2 separate regions of the Zea mays genome follow, and region 2 is linked to region 1. Evidence: chromatin contacts called from public Hi-C data. All regions are on one chromosome and are shown on one strand. Each heading gives the region's core, a stretch centred on a gene start, on an enhancer-like site or on the middle of the called end of the contact. The rest is flanking DNA. Distances are from core to core; before and after follow the strand shown. Region 1 holds the start of LOC100285661 (acyl-coenzyme A oxidase 2). Region 2 has its middle 41 kb from the start of LOC100278828.

Region 1 (4,645 bases), core at 1,408-3,907:
TAAATTGGATAAGTAACTTACTGCAAGATTGGGGGACTATATTTGTTAAATTCATCAGCAAAACATTTTTTCCTGTGTTTACAAGAGAAGAAAATGCCTTGCAACACACCTTTGAAATGTAGACTGAGTTAACTGCAATGTTTACTCGACCAAGTGTAAGCGGAGATAGGAAAGCTGCAAACCTCTGCAAATCAAGATTGCATTTCTTAAGAAAAAGAAGAATAAGAAATCCTGGTAACATATTCAGAGAGATAGAGGGACCTGATCTGGATTATCTATCATGCTAACATATCGCCCATCTGGCAAAACATCAGCAACCAAATTAAGCAAGTTCTCACGAGGAACACGTATATTCTGAAACCTGGTATAGAAGTAAAAAGTAAGATATGATATACATTAAATGATGTATATAACACTGTTTTTAAGGCGTCGCCTAGGCATCCAGGCGGTGGTCCAACGCCTTGTCTCGCCTTACCGCTTTAAAAACCATGGTATATAATAATACAAAAAAATACAAGTACTCACCAAATCCGCCCATTATCAACGCCATTCAGTCCAATCTTATGGCCACAGTCAGCTATATGGATATTAGGCAACACAGTTCCATCTTCATCCCTAATTTGAGCTACAAAAGCATGAACTCCTTCATTTCTCCCATTTATATGAAGTTGACAAAAGACTATTGTATGTGTTGCATGCTGCAAAAGGGCATGGAAATCTTTAGCAAGTTGTGACTGAATGCAGAGTGCAGATGCACACATTTTCTTAATTCTTACATTGGCAGCTCCACCAATCCAGTACTTCTGAGCTGATTCACATGGAGTATTTATGATGAACTCTCTTGTTTCTGAATCATAAGTTGCTATTGTTTCTATTCCTCGCACCTTTTGTAACAAAGAAACAGCAACAGAACTTAATCAGCACAGTTAGTGAGATTATACCGTAAAAAGTATGCTTAGCCCAAATCTATGCACGTACATTGCTTCCATGGCCTAGTTCTGTCATTGCAAAACAACCCTTGATATCATAATTTTCCGTGGCAACCAACCACTTGTCATGGTGGCGCTTTGTTCCAAGAAACTTGATGGCACTGCCCCTGGAACACATAGAGAAATTTAATAAACTAAACATGAGAAGATTGCAAACAAAAGAACTCCATACAACACTGGTAAACTCTACACAACAAGTGGCTTACTGCTGTACTACAAGAACATTCTCACCAAAGGAAATAAACCTAACAAAAACATGCTGGCTTCTTTAAGAGTCAAGACCATTCCTGTAGTATCATTGCTAAGCATTCACTTTAAACAAAGTTAATATAAAGACCCAAATGATCATCTGGTCTTGAAAATCTCTGTAAAACTGTTATAACCTCAGACACAGACCTGTTTGTTTTGGACCCTAGAAAAGCTACCTGGCCCAGGCAACAATTCCATGCACCCAAAATTTACTTGTGTGCGGCTAGATGATAAATTCTAGTAGCAGAATGATACAGAAAGGCATCCTGGTGCTGACATAAACCGTGGCTTCCAGCTGGTCAACGCCAGCACCATCACTATTAATTATTCCCTCCATCCTAAAATACAAGGTACCGTAGAAATTTTAGGACAGATTATGCAGTAAAACAAATGACCAATAACCCTCCCTTAACTATAGAGAGATCTTGTGCTTACTATATTTTGAACCTAGTGGTACACACTAATGGCAGGTCCGCATGTGGTTGGTGCTTTGGGAGAGTTAATTCACCTAGAATACCTTATAACTTGAGACAAATTTTAAATGCTTCGGTATAGGGAGTACAAAGCAATAGGCTTCGTGTGCATTTTGTTTCTGTTTCATTGCGGTTTGTCTATCTCAAGGACCTGAAGATTTCCTGTAGCCCGTTGGGGGCGTGTCTACCGTTTAGGGAAAACACAAACCACCCAAAAGAATTAGCGCATCGAAAACACCGGATGGAACTTTTAAACCGCAGGCAGAAAGCATAAGCAATCAGTTATACGAAGGACCCAGAATAACGCTGGAAATAGCTAGCAGCAAAAATTACCAGAGGAAGAAGTGGACGCCAATCTTGATGGCGAGAGAGTGGTCATAGATGGCGATGCAGTCGAGGAGCGCTAGTTTGCGGAGCTCGGCGGCAGCGCCGTCCTCGGTGAGCCACCCGCGGAACACGCCGCGCCGATTCAGGTACGCGATCCGCCGCATGGTGGCCTCCCGCTGCCCTTCCTTGCCGTCGTTGAAGTCCGGCGCCACGAACACCCTGGATCCCGTCCGCGAACTCCGGCTGCGGAAAAGGGGGCTCTCCTCCATGGCGCGGAAGAGCCAGTCCCGCGTGGGCAGGTCGTGCCCGTCCAGCAGAAGCCTGAGGTCGGCCGGCGCAAACGCCGCCGGCCGCTCCGTGGACTCCGGCGGGACGTAGCTGAGGCAGCAGGAAGGTTCCAGGGGGCTGCTCGCCGGGATGGGGGCGGCGGCCGCGGCGAGGTGGCGCGCGATGGCGGCGGCGCGGCGCGCCGCGGGCGACGGCGAGGTGAGGTCCATCGCGGAAGGGTTGGGAGCTTGCGGTTCGGAACGGAACGGAGGAGACGGAGCAGTGCCGTGGAGGTCTGGGTGATCGACGGGATTGCTGGTGAGAGCGGGACAAGGAAGCAACAAAACAACCTTGAGGTAAACGATGCGGCGCGATGAGACGAGTTGTTGAGTGACGATGACGAAGACGAACGAGACAATCCAAGTCGGGTGTCAGAAGAAACCGAGAAATCGCGCCAATGATACAGAGTATATGCGCCGAGTCAGCGTGAGGTTGCATCTCGGCACACGTTTCTTTGAGGATAGGGGAGAACAGTTTTTTTTTATGGAAGAACGGTTTGACAAAGCTTGTCAGTTGAAGCCTTTGGTCGTTCATGGGTTTTCTCCACTCCTCTTGAGGTGATCACATGCTGGCCCTCTTTTTTTTTCCTTGACAAGTCAAGAAGCAACAAAAATTACAGCATATACCAAGATGCAAATCTTTTTTTAGAAGTTTAAAACATTTTTTTAGAACAAAACTGTCGGTTGCTAGCTTCATTCATATATAGTTCGATTTTCTAGTCTAAGAGCATCTTTAAGAGACTCTTTATTTTTTACTCTCTATTTGACTCTTTATTTGTCTCTCCAGTTACAATCGAAGTTCAACCGAAAGGGAAGTGCAATCCTAAGAACACAAGAATTTCACAGGAGTAGGATAGGAATTTTACAAGTTTTCGTTTAAAAACGCAGGAAAGACACAGGATTCAGGAAATAATCGTTCAATCCAAAGAAGCCCTAAGTTTGAAGAGAAAGCTCTCAAGTTCAGTGTGTTCAGATGCCGCCGTCATGTTTCCTGCGAGTATCCTGGTCCTCCTTCCATAACTAAAAGATATTCCTGCTGGAAACAGAGTAAACTTGAGTAGTTTTGTTTGCAGTTGCGCTACTTGTTCAGTTAGTTGAGAGTTGTTGGTGGGTCATGACCGATCATTTTCGTGGACGATTTTTATCCTTACAGCCAGGATCAATCATGGTGCTATTGTGCTACTAGATTCTCCGTATGGCAGAATGAAAGTAGGGTTGTAATTGAGATTTCAAGATATGTTGTTTACTTCCGCGTGAAAAAAAAAAACAGTTGGACTGTTGGATTTTGTGGACCTAAGCCAATAGAGAAAAAACAATTGATTCCTAAAAAATCTTAAAAGCTCATATATGGCGTGAGGCAGCTTTTTACATGATGAATATTTCTGCGTGTCATGGACCAGCTATTGTACTTTATTTACATGATACGTGAGCATACGGAGAAGGGCGATGAATTTCTGAGACACGATAAATAAACCCAATCACACCTTAAAAAAAATTAATTGACACATACTACGAACCGACTGCTAACAGCAATTTTTACATAAGGAAGAGTTGTCCACCAGTAAAGAAGTGCTAGAATTTTTTACACAAGGAAGAGCTGCCCAGCAGTCAAAATCCAGCCGATTTGCCTGTTACTACTATCCTCCTGAGATGCTGACGGCTACCTTCGCAGAGCTGCACTGCCCGGTGCTTGGGACCTTGAGTCCCATGTCGATCCGTTGTTAAACTGTCCACGAACGGGCTCGTACCTCGCTGCCGTCGCAGAAAGCCTGTTATTCTGATGGTTTGATGGGTATCCCTTTCGCCGCTGCTGATTCTGGTGCGGACCGTCGGTTTGGAACCCTGCATTATACACCTGTTGATTGTGGATCTCATATATTCCTCCAGGTGGCAACCCTGCTCTATAAGCATGGACTTGATTATGGCTTTGGTATGGCCCTGTTTGAAACCCAGTAGCGTATACCTGCTGATTATGATTCTGGTAGGGTTCAGCTGTCTGGGACCAAGTAGGATACACCTGTCGAGCAGTATGGTTCTGGTAAGGCGCGGTCTGATGCACTGCAGTATTTGTTACTTGATTGCGGATGGCTGTTTGCCGAACTGTTGTCGGCTGCACATGGTTGTGGTATTGCACTGCTGTTTCATGTGCTGTAGTGTTCGCTAGTGGATTTTCATGGACTGATCTGGTTCCAGTAAACCCTCTCGCGCTGGGTGCTTGGCCTCGATCACGCCACATCTGTCCTCTAATCCTGCTATGCACATTATTCCTTGGAGATTTTGG
Region 2 (4,874 bases), core at 2,276-4,775, 120 kb after region 1:
CAAGGCGCTAGAGCTAAACTCACACGAGAAGCTTTCTTTTGCTTGCTCTCTCTTTTGTGGCACTTGTGTGGGCTGTAGTGGTCTAAATCTTGTGTATAGGATGGATCAATGAATAGAGGTGGTTGGGAGGGCTTGAGTATGTCAACTATATGACTTGGAATGTTGCTTGGGCTCCCACACCTTGAAGTGGTCGGTTGGGGTGGTATTTATAGCCACCAACCAAATTGTAGCCGTTGGAGAAGGTTGCTGGCGATGGGCGCACCGGACAGTGTCCGGTGCGCCACCACGTCATCCTGTCGTTAGGGCTTGGAGCTGGTTGACCGTTGGAGGCTCTATCCTCATGTGGCACCGGACAGTCCGGTGCGGCACCGGATAGTCCGGTGTCCCTCCGACCAACTGCTCTGACTGCTGTCGCGTTCACTGTGTTGTACTCTTCCCTGTCAGAGTCGACCGTTGCGTGCAGATAGCCGTTGCTTCGCTGGTGCACCGGACAGTCTGGTGGCACACCGGACAGTCCGGTGAATTATAGCGGAGCGGCGCCTGGAGAACCCGAAGCTGAGGAGTTTTAGCTAATTCACCCTGGTGCACCGGACAGTCCAGTGCGCCAGACCAGGGCACACTTCGGTTTCCTTTTTGCTCCTTTCTTTTGAACCCTAACTTGTTCTTTTGATTGGTTTGTGTTGAACCTTTGGCACCTGTAGAATGTATGATCTAGAGCAAACTAGTTAGTCCAATTATTTGTGTTGGGCAATTCAACCACCAAAATCATTTAGGAAAAGGTTTGACCCTATTTCCCTTTCAGTAGGCGGTGAGGAAACTTAACACCTCACCGTCGGAGGAAACCGCACACCAACCAAATTCGCACACGTGGTTCGAGGAAACCGCACACCGATCAAATTCCAATGTCTCTTGGCATGCGACACACTGAATGCCAGAACCACCTGCCAGTATTCGACGACAAGGAAGAAGAGGACGGTGGCACGTACCGGCGTCGGCGGTGAGTAGTTTGCTTACTCTGCGCCAGATCAATCGTCACCGACAAAGACGGAGAGAGATGTGCAGCGCAAGACAGAAGCGGCAAAGCAGAGGAATGGGGCGTTGCGCGGAAAAAGAATAAACACCGCACTACCCCTGCCTTTATATACAACAACTAAGCGGCGCTTTAGAAACCATGAAGCCGGTCACCATCAAAAGACGAGCCACCCCACGTTAGCTGACTACATCATCAGCCAACGGTCACAAACACAAAAGCAACTGGTTCAACTTGTGATCGAGGGCAGCGTTCGCCTGTCGGCTCTACAAGACTTTGGGTTTGACTCAACAAGTTGAACCACCCCCTTGAGGGCTCATGTTGGAGCAAAGACAGAACGCTCCTTCGATCACAAAACCACATGGTCAAAGATGCAGAACAAATCTGAAGGCCACGAAATAATATCGAAGGCACGAGAACATGACCCTCTTATTGATGTCGAATTCAAACGTCTTGTGACCAATATCCGACTAATCGTGATAAATCGGTAGAAACCGAGCGAATTCAAGTTAAACCAATTTTTTCAATTCAAACGGCTCGAGACCGAATCAGTTTCCGACCTGATAAACCGGTACCACATGTGCAGAAACTGAACCATTTGTTTTTTTGGCAAATAAAGCACATTGAGGTCCCAACATTTGAATAAAAGATGGCCCAAATGTTATCACAAGACCAATGACAACATTTAATAGTTTAAATACATTGAAGCAACAACCATGGAATATGTAGTTAATGATTCATGACATGAACATTGAAACCCGTACTAAGTGTTCCCTTCCTATCTTTGTCAGCGAAATGAAGAAAACCAAATAATGGCTCTATTACATCAACTACATACTTCGTTTGGTCCCACCATGACAAGCGTGTAAGGGTTTCATATGTGTACTTTCCATCTGGTATGCTGCTGAACTTGCTTTGTATGAATCCCTGAGAACCAATCCATTCCTTGAACTTTTCCTTCCGGCGAAGAAAACACTCTAAGAATGTGTAATTTGTTCCAAATCTTGTGGCATTCCACTGAACCAAGTCCCCCACCATTTGCTTCCTTCATCATAGAATGGAATTTGTTATGATTGTAAAGAAACCATAATATCCGCCTAGCACTTTAAATCACATTAGCATGCCTAGGAAAATTTCTAATATCCTTCAACATCAAATTTATGGTGTGAGCCACACACGGCTGCCACACAATAGAAGGATGCTTCGTGACTACCCTACGACATGTCTTTTTGTGTTCACTTCATTATCAGTGACAATATGAACCACATGCTCTGGACCAATTTCTGTCACCACGTCCATGTTTTTTTACATTTATCATCCACTGTCTCTTACAATGTCTGCACCTGAATCCAGGATATATGTTGTGCCCATGTTATCAAACTGAATCGATTCGATCCGACATTACTGAAAATAGCAATAACATGACGTATGATTACAAGTGTTGTTAGCATATATTGCAAGTAACACTTGAAAACATGTCTAAGAAAGCAAAGAACCCCCCCCCCCCAAACCCTAGCTCCTACTCTCCCGCCGGCTAATCAACCCTATACGTCGATTTATCGGCTTTTGGGGAGCGGCTAATCGACAATCCTAACTCATATATGAGTTTTTCTTGTATTTGTCTGAAATTTCCATGATTTTTAGTTTGAAATTTGTTCCGTTTTTCAAATTTGGTTTCAGTAGCTTCACATTATCTATAGTATTTATTCAAAAATTGATATCAAAAGTTTTCAAAATATATAATTTTTCTCCATATTAAAAAACCAAAACCGATGTATAGGCGTCACCGTCCGACGCGGATTACCGGTTAGCCGGTCGGCTAGCTAGATGGATCCGGATATTTATTCGGATGTCATTTTTCGGTCTTCTTTCTTCGATTGTGAACAACTAACATATAGCATTTGCTATGTAAATTTATATTCTTGTTTTTAGCATTGAGACTATTAATCTTCACAAAAAATAAACATTAAATTCATTCTTTATCTTTTTAAATAATTCATATAAAATTCGAATGTCTATCCGAATGCGGATTCGGATGTTTTTTCACCTTTTTGTTGTAGGGAGAAAATAATGTACATAAAAAATTATACAAAAATTTATTTAAATACTTCATAATATTTTTAATAACATCGCCGAAAATTAACTTTAAATTCTATGTATATCTATGCTAAAATATTATATTTGTGATACAATTCGGATGTTTTAGGAACATCCATGCTAGACTAGCCGTCCGGTTCCGTGACCCTTGACCACGTACGTGGAAAGTGTTGACTACATGCTAGCGTGGCCACATAAATTACGCCAGTGTACCTAAATGTTGTGGTGAGTCGTGTCATGTCTCTAACGCAACTGAGGTGTCGTGTTCATTTTGCTCTAAACTGAATTGGTATGTTTATTGGTATGTTTATTTTGGGTCCAGTACTGGCAGTACCCATGAACAAGACTTCGATAGAAGCCCAGCCCATGACTTATCACGGCCCACGAGGTCAAGATGCATACAAATAACGACAGCAAATGGGCCAAATGCTACTGTAAAACGGCCCGTACAAAAACGGTATTAGGCATGGAAGCCCGCTAGTTTTCCTCAAAGGAAAGAAATGAAAGGCCGATCCGCGTCGCGTGGCGTGAAAACAGGAAGTCCCGCTCCGCGTCGAGCAGATGAAAAGACGCCTCGGTCGCTTTCAGGCAGAGGTCAAAAGACGCGTGACCGTGGACCTCACTTTCACCGGAGGCAGCCAGACAGATCGCAGTCGCAGGTCGAGCTTAACGCCCAGAACCGGCCAGAACTCTCGCCTTTTTCTGCCGTCCTCACCCGCGCAACTCGTCGCTTGTCCCCTGCGGCCCTCAGACCCCCGGCGACGCGCCGCCGTCGCTTTCTCCCTCTAAAGTCTCTAGTCTGAATGAACTCTGAACGTGCATATTCGTCTTTGACCTGCAACGCAACGTCCCACTCCGGCTGCCACATGACTTGACACGCGCACAGAACCACCACAATTTCTCCACTCGTTTTTTGAGCGACTCCGCGTGTGTGTACGTACGTGTACGTCAATGTCAGCCCGCGCCGCGCGGCTCTGATCAATCAGCGCGCCATCATTTCCGTCCGATCTCTTCCCGGTGGTGGACGAGCCAAGAGGGCGACCCACATCGAAATCATCGCGGCGCTGCGGGGACACGCGCAAACGCTGACGGCGGGTGACGCTAACGTACGTACGTACGTACTCTGCGGTGGAGTACGCTCTTTGCCGTCGTTGTGCCGCGCCTGTGTTTTAACCTGGAGCGCGACGACCCGAAACCTGGCTGACCAGCCAGCCGATGTGAAACCGGGACTGTAACAAAGGCGAGCTTCACCTGCGTGCGTACTTTCGCAACAAATGCCGACCGGTCGACTTCTACGGCTGAGTATAATCTTGGCCAATAATAAAGAGAGAGATTAACAAAATTAACCGCCCTAGCGAGTCAGGCTTTATTCAAACTAGCAATAAAAGCGAACGAAAACGATAAAAAAAAACATCTAAATTGATGGACTGTTCGTTTAACTTTAATCTATACGTGGTTTTACTGTTTCTACATTGTTTTATCTCTATGGACTGTATCTGCAGCAGTCCGAACAGCTGGCTTTAATCTTAAGCGAACAAGCTTGATTTTATTTTCATATTTTTTATGTAACGAAAACGGTAAACCAACGGTCAAAAATATAGGACCTGGATCGTCGGTTATTTGAAAAATGATACACTCTAGCCAAAATGACAAATATTATAGTTTCCACGAATACATAACAAAGTTGGATATTACTTAATTTTAAAGATGTTAAAATACACAAATAACTCTTCTTCATCGTTTATAT

The links. A called contact is a pair of places that touch in the nucleus more often than the background predicts.
Region 2: a Hi-C map of leaf shows a contact between it and region 1, with 7 times the contacts expected there. The contact joins the enhancer-like site here to the promoter of LOC100285661 in region 1. A contact is called at or near these places in 2 of 25 Hi-C or Micro-C datasets (ear and leaf).

The regions. Positions count from the first base shown.
Region 1 is chr3:185,043,439-185,048,083 of Zm-B73-REFERENCE-NAM-5.0, forward strand. LOC100285661 (acyl-coenzyme A oxidase 2) reads right to left here and starts at 2,658. Exons shown (of 13, transcript NM_001158552.1): 1 at 2,045-2,658; 2 at 979-1,096; 3 at 777-884; 4 at 526-698; 5 at 262-361; 6 at 110-184. The coding sequence starts at 2,535. LOC100383526 (Protein HESO1) reads right to left here. Exons shown (of 9, transcript NM_001176174.1): 9 at 3,887-4,645. The coding sequence ends at 4,025. LOC103651016 (a long non-coding RNA gene) reads left to right here and starts at 2,824. Exons shown (of 2, transcript XR_564529.3): 1 at 2,824-2,922; 2 at 3,152-3,599.
Region 2 is chr3:185,166,621-185,171,494 of Zm-B73-REFERENCE-NAM-5.0, forward strand. No RefSeq gene overlaps it. Among protein-coding and RNA genes, the nearest start is that of LOC100278828, 41 kb to the left of the region's middle. Within about 2 kb of position 3,526, at least 19 of the 20 cell types and tissues checked have an H3K27ac peak or open chromatin away from gene starts, as enhancers often do. A contact at or near this core is called in ear and leaf, where this site is marked.